2 separate regions of the Urocitellus parryii genome follow, and region 2 is linked to region 1. A link is a contact called in public Hi-C data. All regions are on one chromosome and are shown on one strand. Each heading gives the region's core, a stretch centred on a gene start, on an enhancer-like site or on the middle of the called end of the contact. The rest is flanking DNA. Distances are from core to core; before and after follow the strand shown.

Region 1 (4,450 bases), core at 1,246-3,745:
CTCTTACCCTGCACAAAAATCAACTCAAAGTAGTCAAAGTCTTAGGCACTAGAACAGAGACCCTGCACCTAATAAAAGAAAAAGTAGGCCCAAATCTTCACCATGTCAGCCTAAGATCTGACTTCCTTAGCAAGACTCCTAAAGCACAAGAAATAACATCAGGAATAAATAAATGTGATGGATTCAAACTAAAAAGCTTCTTCTCAACAAAAGAAACAATGAGATGAAGAGAGCCTACATTTTGAGAGAAAATTTTTGCCACATGCAAAAAAGAGCACTAATCTCCAGGATATGTAAAAAACTTAACACCAAAAAAAAAAAAAATCAAGAAATGGGCTAAGGAGCTCAACAGATAATTATCAGAAGAAGATATACAATCAATCAACAAATATATGAAAAAATGTTCAACATCTCTAGTAATTAGAGAAATGCAAGTCAAAACTACTCTAAAATTTCATCTCATGCTAGTCAGAATGGCAATTATCAAGAATACAAACAACAATAAATGTTGGTGAGGATGTGGGGGAAAAGGCACACTCATATGTTGCTGGTGAGGCTGCAAATTGATGCAACCACTATGGAGAGCAGTATGGAGATTCCTTAGAAAACTTGGAATGGAACCACCATTTGACCCAGCTATCCCACTTCTTTGTTTATACCCAAAGGACTTAATATAATTAACACAGCCACATCAATGTTTATATGTATATATGTTAATGTTTTTTTTATATAATGAGTTCTTCAGAGTGTGAGTCATACACACTCCTTAGGTTTAAATCACTATCTGGCTCAAAATGTCAAAAGCAGAAAAGGGGTGCTGGGGTTGTGGCTCAGAGGAAGAGTTCTTGCCTAGGATGCGTGAGGCACTGGGTTTGATCCTCAGCACCATATAAAAATAAATAAAATAAAGGTATAGTGTTCACCTACAACTAAAAAATATATGTATTTTTTTAAAAAACAGAAAAAGAGTTATCTCCACTAAATCAGGTTTCTACAATAAGAATCTCAAGTACAATTTCACAAAAAATTTGTGTAACTTTTTCTTTTGCCAAAAACATACTAAAGTTCACCATTTGCCATTTTTATCACTATAAAGCCCTAAAAGAACATCTAGAAAAATTTTTAAAAAGCATAAAGAAAAAAAACTCAGAATGAAGTAATTCCTTATCCAGAGAAATATATATATATATAATATTTTAGGGTTGGGGCTGTAGCTCAGTGGCAGAGTGCTTGCCTTGCACCTGTGAGGCACTGGGTTCAATCCTCAGCATCACATTTAAAAAAAAAAAAATTAAAGGCATGCTGTCTATCTACAACTATTTTTTAAAACATAATATGTGCCAAGCAAGCACTCTGCCACTGAGCTACATCCCGAGCCCTTTTTACTTTTTTGGTACTGGGGATTGAACTCATGGACACTTAACCACACCCTCAGCCCTTTTTTGCTTAGCGCCTTTCTAAATAGCTGAGGCTGGCTTTGAACTCGCAATCCTCCAGCTGATGAAATGGGATTACAGGCGTGAGCCACCGCGCCCCGCCCTTTTTAAATTTTTTTAAGACAGGCTCTCACTAAGTCCCTCAGTCAGGTCTCAAACTTTGGATCCTCCTTCTGCGTAGCTGGGACTGCAGGACACAAGGATTACAGGTGTGTGCCATAGCATCTAATTTCTACTAAACTTTTCATAAATACTTAAAAAGTTGGAAGAAATCTCTGCACCAAAATGCCACACTCTACTGGCGCCTCGTTTTGCTTTGTTTTAAATCAATCTGTGTATAAAGTCCTTTCAGCTAGGATGTAGTTCAAAGGTAAGACTTGGCCTAGCATCTGTGAGGCTCTGGGTTCAATACCCAGCATCGCAAAAAACAGAAAAAATTCTTTCACATAAATGATCTAACTCTACTCATAGAATTAAGAATTATCACTGGGTGTGGCGGCACACGGCTGTTTAACAGCGACTCGGTGGGGTGAAGCAAGAGGACTGCAATTCGAGGCCAGCCTGGCAAACTTAGTGAGACCCTGCCTCAAAAAACAAAAAGGGTACAGTATTCAGTGGTAGAGCACCCCGGCTTCAATACCCAATACCGAAAACAAAGCTCTGAGTGAAGTAAGAAAAGCTGAGGAAGACAAGCCTCAAGCCCTTTCTCCTTACGAGAAGCGGATAGGGCAGGCATCAAAGTCAGGAAGCACAAACGGAGCCTGACCACCCAAACCACTGCGAGGAGCAGAGCCGAGAGCGAAGAAAGCTGCTCCACGCAGAACAGCCTCCAGAAAGCACCTAGCTGTTGAGGGGCTTCGGAAACGGACTTGGAGGAGGAGGAGCTGGGGTACACAGCCAGAAACGACAGGAAACCGCAGGCAACATTCAGAGCGTTCCTAGCAAATGCCGCGGGCACAGCTCATGACTCGATAGAGGGTGGCCAACATGGCGGCGCGTCACGTGAGTAGCGCAATGACGCACACTGCGGCCCGCACGGAGGCCCCGCCCAGCCTCACCCCCCACGCACACTTGCACTGAGTTTTGCCCCCCTCCCCTGCCCCCTGCTTGGTGTAGATCATGCCGCCAGTGGCGGCCCTGACTGCCGAGAAACGGTAGCTTAGGACAATTGGCTGTTGAGTGACACTGATTCTCCCTGCCCCGCCTGACCCTGAGAAAGAAGCACGTCCCTCGCCTCGAAAGGGGGGTGGGGAAGTGGGTAGTGAATTCGGATCCACTTGGGAGGGGGGAGTGGAAGTTCCCGCCCCGGACTGCAGCGAGGCGGCAGCCACAGGTAAGTGGGGGGCGGGGTGGGACGAGCGCCCCTGGCCCGGGGCGGGAAGGGCGCGGGAGCGCAGGAGCGCGGAGCCGGCGGGATTCTGAGCCCGTCGCGTGCCGAGTGGGGGTCGCGCGCTGGCGGCTCCGGTGGGGGAGGGGCGCGGCGGAAGGGGGAGGGGCTGCGTGGGGGCCCGGAGGAGTGCGCTTCCGGCCCTCGCGCCTTTGCTGTGCGAGGTGTCCTTTCAGTGGTTGGTCTCCTCCCTGCCCTCGGCCCCAAATGAAAATTAAGCCAAGAGTTTGGTGCCGCAGGCGGTATTACCCTAGAGGCCCGCCTTCTGCGGTCGGAGGCCGGAGGTCGCGGTCTTGGGCTAGCAACCGGGGAGGGCAGCGTAGCCTTGGTGCGGTGTCCGTTCTCGGCCCGTGTGTGCCTGCCCTGGAGGACGAGAACTGTCATCCCTCAAGCAGCTTACAATCTAGTGGGGACGCAGTTAGTGCCGTAATCGAACCGTGTTGGAAGGGTGCGGCTGATGGGCAGGAAAGAGAACAGGTTTTTACGTGGCTGGCACTGACAAAAAGTCGTTTGTTTCCCGCCTGGACGAAGGGCAAGCCGAGGACACTTTTCTCTGATTTTTTTTTTTTTAATCATAAAGCAAGGACTAGGAATATGGCTTAGTGATAGATCACTTGCCTAACATGCTCAAGGCTCTGGGTTCAATCTCCAGTACTGTAAAAACAAACACATAAGGAAAAGTGAAGCCTGGTATTTGTCAGCTTCAACTATGCCTTGGAGCGTGAAGCGTAATCACTGAAATTATCATGAATGTTAAATAATGTTTGCTAGTTTTGTCAGCATTTGAAGAGCGTTGGGCCAATAGTTTTTTAGGGCATTTAACACTTCTAAGGCCATTTCAGTGCAGTTCTGGTAGGGATCATTGTTAAACTGGCCTCACCTATGAGAGTTTGTACAGTATTTTATCCCGAGACACTTGCTATTAACAGAATATGCGTTTTAGTAAAATGCTGGATTTCTTCCTGTCGACTTTACAATGTACCTTTTAGTTAAAATCCAGGGTTCCGAGTTGAATGTGATAGCTCTTTAACCTTGTTTGGTCTGATATATCTGTGCAATACTGCTGTATCCCCAGTAGGTGGTAGTCCTTTCAAAAATGCCTTTTAGTTATGTCATCTCATTATAATGAATTTCCAAAGCAGGGCGTGATATGGCTGCAACTTTTCTTGTGCTTTAATTGCCCCGTTTCTAAAGGTGGGGTGAAGTAATCCTCTAAGAATATTTCTCTAGCCATTGTCCTATTAGTTTTAAATCAGTATTTCCAAGTAAACAAGGAAATAAAGGGAAAAAAAACATTCAACGTTAATATGAGATTATTATTGCTATCCTAGGAACAGGCTGTGGTCTTTGATTTCCTAGGACTTAACTTTCTGCTAGGGAGACAGAAAATTACTGCATTACAATACTGTGATAAGTGCTATAAGAAGAAGGGGAACATATGCTGTCTTGCTTATTAGCATATGTGCAAGACACTGTAAACATTAAGAGGAACCTGGAGCAGTCAGGAAAGATTAATCGAAGGGTATTCCTGGTACTCTTGGAAGAGAAGCAATACTGAATAAAAGAACACAGAGACTTCCGATTAATACAGTTCTAGCTTCAGGTCTTTCATTCACATCCATAGCAA
Region 2 (4,450 bases), core at 726-3,225, 250 kb before region 1:
GAAAGAGAAAGAGGTGGGGGTTGGGGTGGGGAAGATCAATCTGGGAGAGGTTTCTTGAAGAGTGAGCATTTCCAGAGAACCAGTGGAAGATGTACAGTCTTCTAGGACCTAATCTTGTAAGTCACAGAGTATCATTTCTACCATATTCTATTGGTCAAACCTTCATGTGATTATCCAGATTCAGGGGAAAAGACATGGACTTCATTCTTTCAAGGAAGGAATGTCAATGGGTTAATTGCTTTTTAAAAAAACACTCAACAGTTCTAATGTAAATCACAGGACATATACACATTGCCCCACAGACTCTACTTATATTAAGTTAAAAGACTTCATGTGATGGCTCAGGCCTGTAATCCCAGCAGTGTGGGAGGCTGAGGCAGGAAGGAGGCTCAAGAGTTCAAAGCCAGCCTCAGCAACTTAGAGAGGCCCTAAGGAACTCAGTGACACACACACACACACACACACACACACACACTCGGCTCGGGGATATGTGTCAGTGGTTAAGCCCCCGCTAGGTTCAACCCCCTTCAAGGTCCACCCCTCAATCACCCATGATGTCATATTCCCCTTCTTTCAAGCAGAAATCCTTGAGTTTTTTTTTTCCTTTTAGTTTTTGTTCCAGCCCATAAATAATATAAATACCATCTAGAACTTCTAGTGAATACATGTTGGGGCCTGGTCTCTGAAAGGACCAATTCTGAATCAACAAGAAAAGGAAGTGGAAACACAAATTCCCTCAAATTGTGGGAGAAAAAAATAGGTCAATAAAACAATCATCTCCATGACAAATTTTTCAATATTATAAACAAAATACTATAAATGGCAATTAAAGCATCTGTCCCTTTGCAGGTGAATGGATGGCGCTAGAGAAAATAATGTTAAGTGAAGTTATCCAATCCCCAAAAAACAAATGCTGAATTGTTTCTCTGATATAAGGTGACTGACCCATAGTAGGGTAGAGAGACAGAGGGGTGGTAGGGGAAGGGAGGGGGAAGGAGGTTAGCAATGATGGTGGAATGTGATGGACATTACCCAAAGTACATGTATGAAGACATGTTAATTGGTGTGAACATACTTTATATATAAACAGATATATGAAAAACTGTGCTCTATATGTGTAATAAGAATTGTAATGCATTCCAGTCATGTATTTAAAAAATAAAATCAATTTTAAAAAAAGCACCTGTCCCAGTGGTTCCGGGTAAAAATGCACCAATGTTAATACTCTTCCATTAAATTATTATTATTTTTTGAACTGTGATTGAACCTAGGGGCTTTTAACCACTGAGTCACATCTCCAGTCCTTTTAAATATTTTATTTAAAGACAGGGTTTCGCTGAGTTGCTTAGGGTCTTGCTAAGTTGCTGAGGCTGGTCTTGAATTTGCGATCCTCCTATCTCAGCCTCCAGAGTCCCTTGGATTACAGGCGTGAGCCAAAGCGCCCGCCTTACGTTAATATTTTTGGAACACCTACTAGGTCATGTACTGAGGGGGATAAAATGGTAAAGAAAAGGCTAAAGTATCTTGTAAATCGTTAGAAATCTAGGCCAGAGGAAGCGGGTTTCCCTCTCTAGTGTTTTAAAAGCCCAAATCCGTACAGAGACAAAAGCACTCCTAGCAGAATCAGGAAAGTTACAGTGAAGGATGTGGAGCAGGTCTTTATAAATGGATAGGTGTTCAGTAGAGGAAATGAAGGACAGGAAAGGACAAAGGCATACTTAAAGTGAGGAGGACTGCAGAAAGTAACATCCGGACTCCAGAAAGCTTGCTCTCGAATTCATAAAAGATAAATGCGGAGATTCTACGCGGCCCTAAAGCCGACATCCGGAACGTGAGCCCTTTTCGCGTAGAATTCTGGAGGGGGACCCTGTAGAGGGCGCCGTAAGCCTACGCGTCTTGGACTTCACAGCACCTCGGAGGCAGTACGTCCTTCAGCCCGGGGGCGGGGCCGCGCGCTCACGTGACCCTCGCTCATGGCGGCGGCGGCGGTGGCGGTGCTGGTGGCTCTCAGCGGCCGGAGCCGGATTCTGTAACCCGGGTGTGGGCCCGCGTCAGTCCGTCCCTTCTTCGGCCCCCTCTCTCGTCTTCCGGAGTGTGGTTGGCGGAGCCGGGATGGCGGAGCGAGGCCTGGAGCCCTCGCCCGCGGCAGTGGCTGCGCTGCCTCCTGAAGTGCGGGCGCAGCTGGCGGAACTGGAGCTGGAGCTCTCAGAGGGTAGGATCCTGGAGAGGAGCGGGCGCCGGGCCTGCGGGTTCGGTGGGCGTCCGGAGGCCGGTCACCATAGTGCGCCCTGGCATCGGCGTGGCGAGGGGCGAGGGAGCGGGGAATCTGGCCAAGCTCCATACCGTACTCCTTCCTTTCTACACTGCGAAGTGTTTCCCGTGGCTTTCATTGTTTTCCCTTGGAGGGGGCCAAGCGGGGCTTGGGGGAGAGGTTCCGCCTGGACCGGTGCCGTTTCTGCGTTCCCTGCCCCCTCAACCCTACACAAAGCTCCAGTCTGTGCCCGGGTTTCTGGGCTGGTGTGTGTGTGGGGGGGACGGGTGGTTGCGAGGAGGGTGGCTGACACCTTTCTCCTTTCTGCCTTCTTCCTGGAGGGCCCCACGCCTTGATCCATTCCTCCTTCTCCAGAGAGAAAGAGACAGACAGACAGACAGAGACGTGGGAAAGCCGCAGCAGCATTTCTTCTTTCTCGAAAAGTGCGAGGTGCCTCCCCAGTGACTCAAGTGAGATAGGAGCGAGGGAGACATTGAAGGTCCTAGGGAGGTTGGAAGCAGTGGTACTAACCCAGAGGGACACACGGTGCTGCCTTTAGACACCTTTGTCATCAGGGCTTTTTCCTGGTGGCTATCTTTGGGCTGAATTTTCCGCATTTGATTACCTTTTAGAATCTTCGAAGAGGGAGAAAGAGGTGGCTACTGATTAAATGGAAATCCTGGCTCGCGACCTCTTTCTTTTGACAATGGATTGGTACAAGGAGGGTTGGATTTATTTTGAAAATTTAAAGAAATGGGATAAATCAAGCCACTGTTACTAGAAAAGTCCCTTGAAAACAATGAGAGAAACAGTGCTCTGTTGTGGGCATGTGATCAGGCTTATGTGCAGTTGTGATCAGTTCTCTGTAAAGTTCCTGTTTTTATCACAGGCCGCCTCTCAGACAAAAGCAGCATTTTCTCCAAGCTTGGTATCAGTACTTTGGTGGTGTCTCCAGAGTTGCAAATTCTTGAGTTCCTTGCCAAAGGCCCTCTTCACTAGCATTTTTCAAGTGAATTAAAAACTGTTGATTGGAAAAGAAGAACGTGACAGATTCCCAGGAGAGTTCCCCCTCCCCCTTTCAGAATCCTTTAGAATGAAAAAACAGAAGTAGATTTGAGTGTTATAAATCTGTGCAGACATTGAGTTAATTATTTTTAATAACCTTTCTAGGCTTTTCCAGTGTATACACTTAATTACCAACTACATATGATTACCAACTTTCTTTGGGGAGAGGTAGTGGGAATTTAATCCTGGAGTGCTTGGAGCCACATCCCCAGTCCTTTTTATTTTTATTTTTGAAACAGGGTCTCCTAAATTACCTAGGGCCTTTCTAAGTTGCTGAGGCTGGCTTTGAACTTAGATCCTCCTGTTTTAGCCTTCAGTTGCTGAGATTACAGCCATGCACCACTATGCTTGGCTTCCAACATAAAGATGTAGTGTCCACCGAAAAATAAAAAAATAAATATTAAAAAATTCTCTCTAAAAAAAAAAAGAAAGAAATATTCATCAGGTGGACCAGTTGTGATAGATTTGAATGACTTAGCCTTAATTTGTGAAAATGTAAATTTTTCTAAGTTTTTTTTTTTCTCTGAAATTGAGGGGCTTTTGCATTATCATCAGTTCTTCGTTTTAAGATACTTTTATTTTTGTTGGAACTGGGGATTGAACCCAGGGACACTTAATCACTGAGTCATATCCCCAACCCTTTTTTATATTATTTAGAGACAGGGTCTCACTAAATTGCTTAGTGTTTAATTGCTGAGGCTGGCTTTGAACTTGCAATTTTACTGCCTCAGCCTCTGGAACTGCTGAGATTACAAGCCTGCATCATAGTGCCATCCCATTCAAATCTTTTAAAATAGTTACTTCATAGTAGTAAATCAGCTTGCTTTGATGAGGTAGAAAGAGAGAGATTTCACTAGATATTCAGAGGGAGATTAAAAATAGGAGTTGATTGCTTTCACATGGAAAGGGAAATCCTGGGAGTTCCTTATTCTTGATGCATATCTGCTTCCAGCTGATTATTGTTTACATCTCTGGGTATTTCTAGACATCTCTAGAAGTATTCTGAGGAACTATTTCTAGGACCCACAACTGATTAGCTCACCTTTCTCTCCTTCAGAAAGATGTGAAACTCTTACAAACTGTGAGAGCCAAGGCTTAAACATTTTTGAGGACAAGTGCATGGTTTGTTTTCCT

The links. Hi-C and Micro-C count contacts between places; a contact is called where the count stands out from the background.
Region 2: a contact with region 1 is called in a Hi-C map of muscle, with 4 times the contacts expected there. The contact joins the promoter of Dip2b here to the promoter of Atf1 in region 1. A contact is called at or near these places in 2 of 2 Hi-C or Micro-C datasets (liver and muscle).

The regions. Positions count from the first base shown.
Region 1 is chr5:65,421,417-65,425,866 of mUroPar1.hap1, reverse strand. Atf1 (activating transcription factor 1) reads left to right here and starts at 2,495. Exons shown (of 7, transcript XM_026407064.2): 1 at 2,495-2,769.
Region 2 is chr5:65,674,266-65,678,715 of mUroPar1.hap1, reverse strand. It overlaps Dip2b (disco interacting protein 2 homolog B), which reads left to right and starts at 1,975. Exons shown (of 38, transcript XM_026407027.2): 1 at 1,975-2,212. The coding sequence starts at 2,113.